Linked DNA regions of Zea mays: region 2 is linked to region 1. Evidence: chromatin contacts called from public Hi-C data. All regions are on one chromosome and are shown on one strand. The core of a region is the stretch at or near the end of the contact, and the rest is flanking DNA. Distances in the headings are between cores, read along the strand shown.

What was found. Hi-C and Micro-C count contacts between places; a contact is called where the count stands out from the background.
Region 2: a contact with region 1 is called in a Hi-C map of bundle sheath, with 2.6 times the contacts expected there. The contact joins two enhancer-like sites. A contact is called at or near these places in 2 of 25 Hi-C or Micro-C datasets (bundle sheath and endosperm).

What each region holds. Positions count from the first base shown.
Region 1 is chr7:12,658,220-12,663,967 of Zm-B73-REFERENCE-NAM-5.0, reverse strand. No RefSeq gene overlaps it. Among protein-coding and RNA genes, the nearest start is that of LOC109940905, 12 kb to the left of the region's middle. Within about 2 kb of position 2,352, at least 19 of the 20 cell types and tissues checked have an H3K27ac peak or open chromatin away from gene starts, as enhancers often do. A contact at or near this core is called in bundle sheath, where this site is marked.
Region 2 is chr7:13,380,053-13,385,697 of Zm-B73-REFERENCE-NAM-5.0, reverse strand. No RefSeq gene overlaps it. Among protein-coding and RNA genes, the nearest start is that of LOC103632056, 10 kb to the left of the region's middle. Within about 2 kb of position 4,292, at least 16 of the 20 cell types and tissues checked have an H3K27ac peak or open chromatin away from gene starts, as enhancers often do. A contact at or near this core is called in bundle sheath, where this site is marked.

The sequences.
Region 1 (5,748 bases), core at 1,103-3,602:
CCACCACCGCCGCCACAGACTAGCTAAGAGCGCGTAGGCGCCGCCACTGGCAGCCACAGGAGCGCGGCCGTTCCAGCCGTCGTGGGCACGCAGGCTCCGCCACCGCTGCGTGCAGTTGCCGACGTGGGCCAGCCGCGCACACGGTCGTGCAAGCCGTCCCGGGCGAGCAGGCGCCGCCATCGCCGCAGGGCAGCCACGTGGGCGCGCAGGAGGTGCCGTCGTCAGGCCCTCACCTCGCCGGCACGGAAGGAGAAAGAGACACAGGGGCCAGCCAAAAAACCTCGCCACCACCATCACCGTGAGTCGCGCGAGTTTGTCACACCCGGATCTAAAGCCCGGGCATGGACATAATCACCAAGTGTGCTAGGACCAAGTCTTACATATATGATGACTCATGGTACAGAAACGAATGTCACATCTTTACTATATAATAGGAGTTCTATACAAAATAATTAAATAATTACATCATACGAAGACAAAGATCCACCAACCCAAAGTTGACTGGGAGACGACGGCCTAGACCTCTCACGAATCATCACAGCATCCTCCATGCGCCTCATCCTGCAATACCTGTTCTTGACCTGTGGGGGGTGAGACAGCAAGGGTGAGCTCATGCGTTCATCGCTCAACAAGTTGTGGGGAATAATGTGCATGAACTCGACAAAGGTGGCAGCCCAGGTGAAGTGTAAGGCTTACCAAAGAGGATGGTTAAAGTTGAGCATCGCTTTTAAAGTTGGTCAAAATTTTATTAACAGTTACTAAGTATAAGTAGATTCCAAACCAAAGTAATAATATATCAAAATTCATAATAATCCACAATGCAATGCAAATGACAAATTGAATTTAATTCTATAAATTAATCATGCAAGAGTCTTGAGCTGCTCATGACCGCGAGCACGGCTAGTATACCAGTTTTACACTCTGCAGAGGTGGTACCCTTTACCCACAAGTCATGTTACCCATCTGCCATGGGGTTGTACGGGCCCCATACAACTCTACCAAGGAAGCGAGGCAGGGTAACACTACGAGGCATTTACAAAGTTCCACTAGCTTCCGAAAACCCGCTACAGTTTTTAGGAAGAGCAATGCAGGAATCCCTCGTCTGACCACCATCGCAACAAAATCAACCCGAGAACCTTGATACACGCCTACTCCCCTACTACCCTTGCCCTTTCGGGTAAGGTAGTCTTCCACTAGCTATCCTAATTAGTCAACCAAGGGTGTCCCATTCCACCCTTGTGGCGGCACGTGTTTCCCAAGTTAAGCTTGATGTTCCAATTAACATAATGGTCTTATCATGAACAGAAATAGAACAATAATAATAAAGAATGACGATGTGTAATAGTTATCTAACCACCCAAAACCATATATAGCGCAATAGCAAAGACTACCCAAAAGTTTAGGGGTAAGCAAGGTGTAAAGATAACCAAACTAGGGTGACCTATCAGGTCCCATCAAAATTAAGCCTATGCATGCCAAGATGATTATAGAGAACATTATTGGGTAAATAAAAGTGATCAAGGGCACAACTTGCCTGGGACTTGAGATTCCAGGTACTAGGGTGATCTTCAGGTGACTCATGACCTCACTACTAAATGTAGTAATACAAACAAACATAGTATAGGCAAAATTAACATCACACCAAATATAAGCACAAGATGCATAATAATAATTTCTGCGTCGCTACGAGATCGTGGGTTCGAGATCCACTACATTCGGAGTTACGGTTATAAAGTTGTGATTTTTGGAAGACCTACGTGATTAAGTATTTAACACTAGGTTTTGTGTTGATTCCATAAAGATAATCCAAAGAAATAACTAATTCAACTTTAATCTTGCTTATAACTTGACTAGCGATCAATTCGGACTTTAATCTTATTTTAATTAGATTGCAAATATAGGCAGGTTAGCTTTTAGTAGAAGAGTCACTTTAGTAAACATAGTTTAAATAAATATCTAACTATAAAAGTATGAAATATGATATAACTAATATTGTTACTGCGTAGTAAATATTTATACGAAGCTAATGCAACTTGAACAGATCAATTCAGAGTTAAAACAAAGGAGTTATGGATTTATAAATATTTTTCTAGAATTGTTTATATGCCAAAAATTCATTTTCTCATATTTAATTAAAGACTCCGGAATAGGGGCACTATTCTACGAAAGATCAGGGTCAAATCTATAAATTCCGGGACCCAACCGCAATATTCTTAACATAGTCTTGGACGGGGGGCTGTTTTGAGAAAAATGTGGGGTTTCTTTAGCAAATTGTCCACACCGAAGAGGTATCGGCCAGATCTGGTCGTTAGATCAAAAACCGACCGCCCAGATTACATCGTCCCTTAAGTGAACCGATACAGGCTCACAACCATTGGATTTCAGACCCACGGTCGAGGTTTGTCCCAGCGATTGACTAATCTACACCGCTCCCATTGGATCCGATGGTCACAATTTCCTAGCACGAAGGGGTAAGTGGTGATCAATCCTAGTCACACAAACGTCTAGATCTTCATCTCCTACCCCCGGTCGGCACTGGGTGGCGGCGTAGGCCTAGGGCCACGGCGGAGCCCCACTGGTGTAAGCCCCATCGGCGATTCCAAGTTCCAAACCCGAAACGGATATAGGATAAACGATTAGTAGAACCCATTGAATCCTGCGTGGGAGGACTCACCGGTGATTATGCATCAAGGGTCACGACCACAATGTGATGTGGTGCCACGGCGGTCGCCATTGCCCCGGTGAGAAATTGAGCGGCTCACGGTCCAATTCCCGGGGTGGGAAGACCACGGGCATCATCAGGGCGCTACTGTGATTCCCCAGGCCAACCGCCAAGGTTGGAGCTCCACCCAATTCATGAGTCAACCATGGCGGACCCAATCACCCTCCCCCCGCTCGTCGAGCATGGCGGTGCGAATAGCGCCCATGCCCCCATGGCTCGCATCATCGAAGCTAGCCAGTTGTGGATGAGAGGTGGGCGATGACCGGGCACTTATAGGCCGAAGGCCGGGGAGTCCGCGAAGAGTTTTGTTAGTGATGAAGATCGCGGCGGAAATCTCGTGAGGTTTGCAACGAACCAAGCTGGATGCCTGGATGAGCGATCTGACGAGGTAGCCCCACCTGACAGTGCCCGCGAAACCCCGAACACTCCAGCGGAGAGTCTGCCACACGGGCCCTATATGTCAGTGCCAGCGACGCGTGCGTGTGGAATCGGCTTGGGGATGGGCCCCGCTTGACGGTGAGTACCGAGCGCGCGCGTGGGCCGCCAGGTGGGAAAACTGGGTCGCACAGTGGTGTTTGGAGTACTGGGCCCACCAGTCGGCGCTGATGTTTTCCCTCCCCCATGGGCCGCGCGGTTTGTTTGGGCCAACATGTAATCAGGTCGCACAACTGCAAGGGAGAAGCAGAGTCACTGGGCCGGGAGAAGGAGATGGCCCAGGTGCAGGTTACTCTTTTATTTTTTTATATTTTCTATTTTATTTCCATTTCTATTTATTTTGAACCTTTCCAAATTCAAATTTTTATTCTAGGTTCAAATTTAAACTTCAAATTAATCAAAAAGCACACTCAAAATCCAAACTCCAAATTTATGTTCAAATGCAACCATCCAAAATATCGGTATAAATGCTAAGTGTGTCTATATATATATATATATATATATATATATATATATATATATATATATATATATATATATATATATATATATATATATATATATATATATCTTTGATTATTTTATTCCTTTGTTTAGGCAAAAGCTCAAAATATGACATGCACACACTTATTTCATTTTAGGAAAAATATTACTTTTGAGTATGTAATCAAACTTCAAGTTAACTAAAATTAATATCCATTACCTTACTTACTTAGGGGAAAATAATGTATTCTCTTTTACCGAGAGTCACTTAATCTTGAATATATTTTTATTTAAGAGCATTCCTTAAATTTCATGAGAAGAATAACTTATCTTACTAGATTGAAGGTATTTCTATTTTATCTTATGTTTACCCAATTTCTTAGTATTATTTCTTATAAAAGACATAGAAGGAATACATGAACTCCTAACTCATTTTTAGGGTTTATAGAGTTCCTCGGCGGCTAGCTCTGGCGGTGGCGAGACAAAGAGGGTGTAATGTCTCGGTGGCCGTCGTGACAGGGACGAGAGGGAGAGTAGGAGACAGCGGCTAGGGTTTCGCCACCCGTGTCGCCCGGGAGGGACCTGGGGGCCTATGTTCCACTCCCACAGCTCTAACCCATCACCAGCTATGACTATCTAACAGTTCGAGTACACTTAATATAGTTGAATACTAGGACTAAATAGTTGTTCTGAATTTGCTTTCATCATTGCCCACTTACCTTTAGCTATTGTTAATTGGTCTTTTGGTAGTCCTTGTTTCTCACATCATTAAAAATGGTTGTGCCTATTTACAATATGTGGATGAAACTGTCTTCCTTCTTTAGGACAACCCGATTTAGGCAAGGAATCTGAAATTTGTTTTGGTCCTTTTTTAGCAGATGTCAGGCCTCAAAATTAACTTTCACCAAAGTGAGATCCTGTGTTTTGGCAAAGCTGAAGAGAGGAAGAACTTATACGCTGAAAGCTTCACTTGCCCTATTAAAAAATTGCCCATGAACTACTTGGGCATTCCTATGGATGACAAGACTCTTAGAATCTCCCATTGGGCTAGAATGGAAGAAAATATGAAAAAAAAACTGGGGGTCTCGCAAGGAAGGTATCTTAGCCTTGGGGGAGGCTGGTGCTGATTAATAGTAGTTTATCTAGCATCCCCTTATACATGCTTTCCCTTTTTTGGGCTCCTGCCAGTGTGCTTAAAAAATTGGGCATGTATAGAAAGAGGATGTTACGGCGGGGGGAGAACAAAAAGGCCCATCTGGTGAATTGGGATATTGTTTGTGGGCCTAAGGATCAAGGAGATTTGGGAATTTTAGACCTTAGATGTATGAACCTTTGTCTACTTGCTAAATGTTGGTGGAGATTGGAGAATATGGAGGGTCTATGGCAAAAAATAGTAAGGTTTAAATATATCAAAGGAAGACCTTTGAGTTTGATGGAAAAGAGACAAGGGGACTCTCATTTCTGGAAGAGCATCTTGGAAGTAAAATATATGTTTTATAGAAACTGCAAAAGAGTCATTGGAATGGTAAATCCACTAGTTTTTGGGATGATTGTTGGTGTGGGAACATACCTCTCTCGGTAAGATTTAAAAGACTTCATGATTATCTCTTAACAAAGACATAAGTGTAGATAAGGTGCTGAATAAGAACTTTGATTCATTAACCTTTAGAAGGAGGCTAGTGGGAACTGGTGCTGATAATCTTAAGGATATGATATCCTCATATGAGGACATTTACCTTAATGATTCAAGAGATAAAGTTGTTTGGTTACTGGATAAAAAAGGATATCCTGTCAAATCCCTTAACCTCAAATTGAGAGCACCTAGAGGAGGGTGAATAGGTGATCCTGTAAAATTCAATACTAAATAGCACAAACTTGATTTAAAGATGTTAGTGCAATTAAAACCAAGTTGCTAAAGTGAGAACTCTAGAAGAAAATCAATCACAATGAGTAGGGACACGAGACACAATGATTTTTATCCCGTGGTTCCGCTAAAGCCTACTCCACGTTGTGGTGACCTCCTTTGGTCAAGGATTGCACTCAATCCTTATCAAGTGATCCAACGATCAACTTTGAGTACCACTGTTTTCTTCCTTTGCAGTCTTTTC
Region 2 (5,645 bases), core at 3,043-5,542, 720 kb before region 1:
GTTTGGAGTTTCAGGAGGCATTCCTCAGGGAAACAGTAGATCTTTTGGCATTTTTCCGCTGGGGTCGGGAGCTCAGATGGGAGAGCGTGTTCGGGCCTTTGATCTCGATCCGATGGATGGGAGCCCCCCTCTTCCCAACCCTAGCCGACCCCCTCCCCTTCTCCCAATTGTTGCAGCCGCCCCCCCTTTCCACCCCTTTGACCACCGCCCCCTCCCTTTTTCCTCTCCTCCCCTTGGGTAGCCGTCCTCTACCCTCTCCATGGCTTCCTCCTCCCTCTAGATCTCCCCCCGTGCAGCAAGGATCGAGAAGAGGAGGAGCACGTTGAATTGAAGAGGGAGAGAGGATCAAGGAGATGTTCTTCCCCATATCTTCTTGAAGATTTTCTTGGGGAAAACCCTAGGTATGGATGAAATCCTTGTTCCTACCTATAATTATGTGCTTTTGGAGGTTGTGGATCATGGGGATTAAAGTATTAGAGATTGGATTAGATGTGAGGTTAGATTTTGATCTCGAATTTAGTTTCTGCAGAATAACAGATTCGACAGTTTCTGTTCATGCCAGTTTTCTGTGGTCTTAGTGGCCTCAAAAAAAAGTCTCTCTATGAGTCATAGATAATTTGTAGATCTTTCTGTGGCCATGAAGAATACCTCAATCGGACATCAGATCAAAAAGTTATTGCAGTTTGATAATAGTAGTTTTTTAGTCTCACAATTCTGTGCAGAATCTGTTCTCTTAAGATTTAGGTAATTTTATCAGCAGAATTAAACGTTAGGTTGGTAAAAGAAGTTGTAGATAATTTCATAAGCTTTCCAGATTGTTAAATAGTGAATTCATATGAATTTTGAAACTCTAGTTATGTTTGTTTCACTATGGATGTTCCTGTTTCCCTGACAAAAATGAGCGGGTCTGTTCACTGGTAGGTTTCATCTAGTAAATGGCCGAATTGGCTCTTTCAACTATGGAGACTTTTGTACTGCGATAAAAGTTCTTACTGCCAGCAGAATTCCATAATTTTTGGTTGAGTAGTTTTGGAGATATCGAATTTTGAAGTTAACTATGCTACTGTCTGAAACAGATTCAGTCAGTTACCTTGTCAGATGTTTTAGAACTTATAGATGGCAAAATTTAATTATCCATTGAATACCGAAGTTGTAGAGAATTTTGTGTAGAAATGCCTAGAGTAATTGTTTGATATCACCACTGTTATAATTTTAAAGATACAAAATTAACAAACAGCGCTGCTGCTGTTTGGCATGTGGTTCAGGGTGGGAGTCATTCCACCGGGTCTTGGTTTCAAGTGTAGGAGCGATTTGTTGATTGTTGGCAAATAATTTGTGAAATATTTGTACTAAGTTTTACGCCCCACAGCAGGTGTCTACACTCTGGATCATGCCTAGTACATTTTTTTTCTACGATGAAGGCAAGTGAATGTAGCGGTGGTTGCTACCGTTTTGACCTGTTATTTCTATCGCCTACACTCTAATATTCAGAATTATTGGATTCTTTCATAATTGAACTTTATGATGATGTTTTACTTGATTGTATTATATTGATGCTCTATCATATATTGATGATGATTATGGTTCGAGTTTGACCCATGAGATTAATTCACACCCATGAAGGCAGATGAAGTATTATTTGAGGTTTGTATTGTATCTGAAGGAAGTGAAGTTTATTGATAAATGCAGCATGCCATATACATTGCATGACTCATTTGCATCTGAAGTTTTGTCGTGACCTATGGTCCGACCGTACCGGTACAACTTAGCATCGTACGTTGCTCGAGGAGGGGTACGATGCGACTTCATACCCTTAGAGGTATGAAGGCAGAGGACATATGCATTGCATTCATTTGCATTCATTGAAGTGATATTTGCAGATGATGTGGTTTTATATCCTCAGAGGTATGAAGACAAAGGACCTACACATTGCGTTCCTATGCATACATTAAAGTGATATTTGCAGGTATTGTTGATGCAGGGAAGTGTTATACAACCTATTGTGGTTGTTCGAGGAAATGAGATGGTATTGGTTATATTGGGACTACTGAGTTCTATATCTACTAGTATTTCTGATCTTAATTGTGATTCTTTTAGAATGTTGATTAATTCATTTTGTGGTTTAAATATCTCGTCAAAACAATTTGCTTGCTGAGATGTTTCATCTCACTCTTGCATTACTCAATGCAAGTGCTTGTTACTCATCAAGGGGAGTGGGAAGTAGCAGCACATTCACCTTCACTCTCACGCTGCCTAGGCGTAGTCATGATTTAATTAGAAGCTTCTTGTCAAAGGATGTTTGTTTTTAAATAGTTGTGCGCACTGGTTAATTTAGTTCATGACGTTATGGTTGTCTTCCCATTGCTAGCAGATTGTTAATGTCTATTATGTTTTCTTATCATGATATCTATTTATGCTTTGTTGCTTCCCCGTTTAGGGCTTGTTCGTTTCTACCCCAATCCATATGGATTGAGGGGGATTGAGGGGGTTTCAATCTCTAATAAGTCAAAATCCCTTCCAATCTGTATCAATCCCCTTCAATCCATATGGATTGAAAATAACCGAACAAGCCCTTATGCAATTTTCAAAGGAGATGCTATCGAAATTTTATATATGAATGTTAGATGTGTAGTTTAGTAGCATTCTGGGGTGTTTTTGGATCCCGGGGTGTTACAATAAAGCAATAGCAAAACTACCCAAGTGATTCAGGGGTAAACAATGTAAAAAGGATAAACAGACTAGGGTGACCTATTGGGTCCCATCAAAATTAAACCTATGCATGAATAAATGACATTAAAGAATATTATTGGGTATAAAAGTGGTCAAGGGCACAACTTGCCTTCAGTGAGCTCCTGCTCAGCATCTTCTATCTGCTGGGCACCAGGATCCTCAGTCACAGGCTCTTCTACTCGCCACAATACAAACAAGCACAGTATATATAAAAATTAACATCACACCAAACATGTAAACAAAATACATAATAATAATCTACACATTAAAATATGATCCTAGGAACATGAATCATTAATTTTGAAGTTATGGATTTTAAATTATGAATTTCTAAAGGTTTTATGTTTTTGATCTATGATTAAGTGAGAAATTAATTTTACTATTGTTTCCATGTCAAAACAGAGACTCTAGGTGATAAACAATAATATTACAAAATTTTAGAAACTTGAATGGATCAATTTGGAGTTCATATGAATTTTCTAGGGTTTAAACAAGTTTCTGCAAATAATTTAATACTAAAACCATTTTCTAATTGATTTTTCTTAGGTTTTCTATTTCTCTGGACAGGGCATCAAATACCAGAGAAGGTAGGGGTTTCGACGTAAGGTTTACATAGACTCAGAAATACTCAAGTCGGACGGCGGGTTGAATACTAGGTTAACTAGGTACTCTTAAGTAAAATCGTGCTTGCGAAGGGGTATCGCGGGGTATTGGCCGTCCGTTCTCAGATCTAGGGTCTAGATTAGATTGGCGCGGTCACAAAACGGTACACGACGAGAACCGTTGGATGCAAATACGACGGGATGATTTTATTATTTTAGATTTGTTTCTATCCGTCCGATCCAGATCAACGGACTAGACCGAAAGCCGCGAACGGGTATGCGATCATCTAATCTTAGTCGTTCACTGACGAAACCAAGACACCCGTGACCCCGCCGTTATCCGCTCCCGCGACCACCGTACTTGGGCGACGGCGCCCGTTCTAACAGCGGCGAGACCACCGGAGTTGAGCCATACGGTGTTACGGCGACCCATTCCCTACCCCGAGTAGCGCTACACAAAGGGAATGACATCGTGAACTATATGGGTAGCTACTCACCCAGAATAGGCGCGGCTAGAGCGGGAATCCTCGGCATTAGCGGCCGTGGCGGAGGAGGTAACTCCGATGATGAATCCACGCACCACCAGCTGCCCACGGACGAAATCGCGCGGCTGAGCATGTCCCGAGCACGGCGCCACGCCCCCGAGTCCGCGCTCCGAGGCCCAACGGTGACGGAGGAGCGGTCTCCTCGGATGCGGCTCTCCCTTCCTCTCAGGTTGGCGATGGAGGCTTGGATTTAGGGTTATGGCGTGAAGAAGTCAACGAGGCAATGGCTACGGGGCTATGGGGTGGAGTCGGTCTGCCTTTGTAGCCACCGTGGGATGGAGTCGTGCCGCGAGGAAACTGGGCGGCTCAACGGCCTACGCCGCGACGTTCGGCGTGGAAGATCTACAGTGGCGAGGATAACACAGCTGACACATGGGTCCCAACGGCCAGCGCGAGCAGCGCGTGTGGGGGAAAGAGAGTCACGGACATGTGGGCCTAGTAGGTCAGTGACCGCGGCAATAACGCGAGCGTGGGGCGAGTGGGTAGCTGACGCGTGGGGCCCAGTAGTCGGCACTTGGGTAAGGTGAAGCGGAGAGGGGCGTGCGGGGAAGGTTAATGGGTCGAGTGAATGATTTGGGCCCATGCGAGTCTCATCCCCTTTCCTTTTCTTTCTCAATTTCTGGTTGGTTTACCTTTTTACTTTCTTGATTTCAAACTTAAATTTGAATTTTGTCATGAGTCTCATATTTGAGCTAAATATTCAACTTCAAATCCTAGTGTAGGAATAATATATTTTTATTTACTTATTTTTTTCCACATAATATTTGTTTTCTTCTCTTTTCAAAATTCTAGAATTTCTTTTAGAATTTAAATTCCACTTTGGGCTTTAATATATTTCTTGTCATTTTATGTTGTCACAAAATGCACACCAAATAAAACCTCAGCATGATGCACAATTTAATGGCATGACTTTTATTAATCCTTTGTTTTTAAATGAGGTGTTCACTTGTGATAATAAATAGAGAGTGCACATGCATAAAGGGATAGTTTCTCCTTTAGTAATCTCTTACAAATTGGGTATTACAAATCCTACCCCCTTAACAAGAATCTCGTCCTCGAGATTTAGGAAGGACTAGGGAAAAGATGGGGAAAATCTATGTGAAGCTCTTCTTCTCTCTCCCAAGTAGCTTCATCTTCTCCATGGTGACTCCATTGTACTTTGCACATTTTAATCACTTTGCTCATTGTGACATGAGTCAGTGTGTCAAGAATCTTGATAGGATACTCAGCATAAGTCAGATCATCTTGAACACTAAGATCCTCCAATGGTAGCTGCTCTTCAGGTACCCTGAGACATTTCTTCAGCTGAGATACATGGAAGACATCATGTACATCCACGAGATGATCGGGTAGTTCCAGTTGGTAGGCAACCTCTCCCACTTGCTTTAAGATCAAGAAAGGTCTAATAAAGCGAGGGGACAACTTCCCTTTGACTTTAAATCTCCTCATACCTTGGATCGGTGACACCTTCAAATACACGTGATCACCCTCCTTAAACTCTAGCAGTCTCCTCCGGGTATCCGCATAGCTTTTCTGCCTTGACTGCGTAGTTCTCAAATTCTCCCTTATCATTCGCACTTGTTCTTTTGCCTCTCGTATAATTTCAGGCCCAAAGAACTGCCTTTCACCAGTTCGATCCCAATACAGTGGAGTCCTGCATTTTCGGCCATATAGAGCCTCAAACTAGAGCTGGGCGTTCGGGTTTACCCGGTATTTCGGGTCGGGTTTTTCGGGTTTTTTATATTTCGGGTTTTAAACATCTAAACCC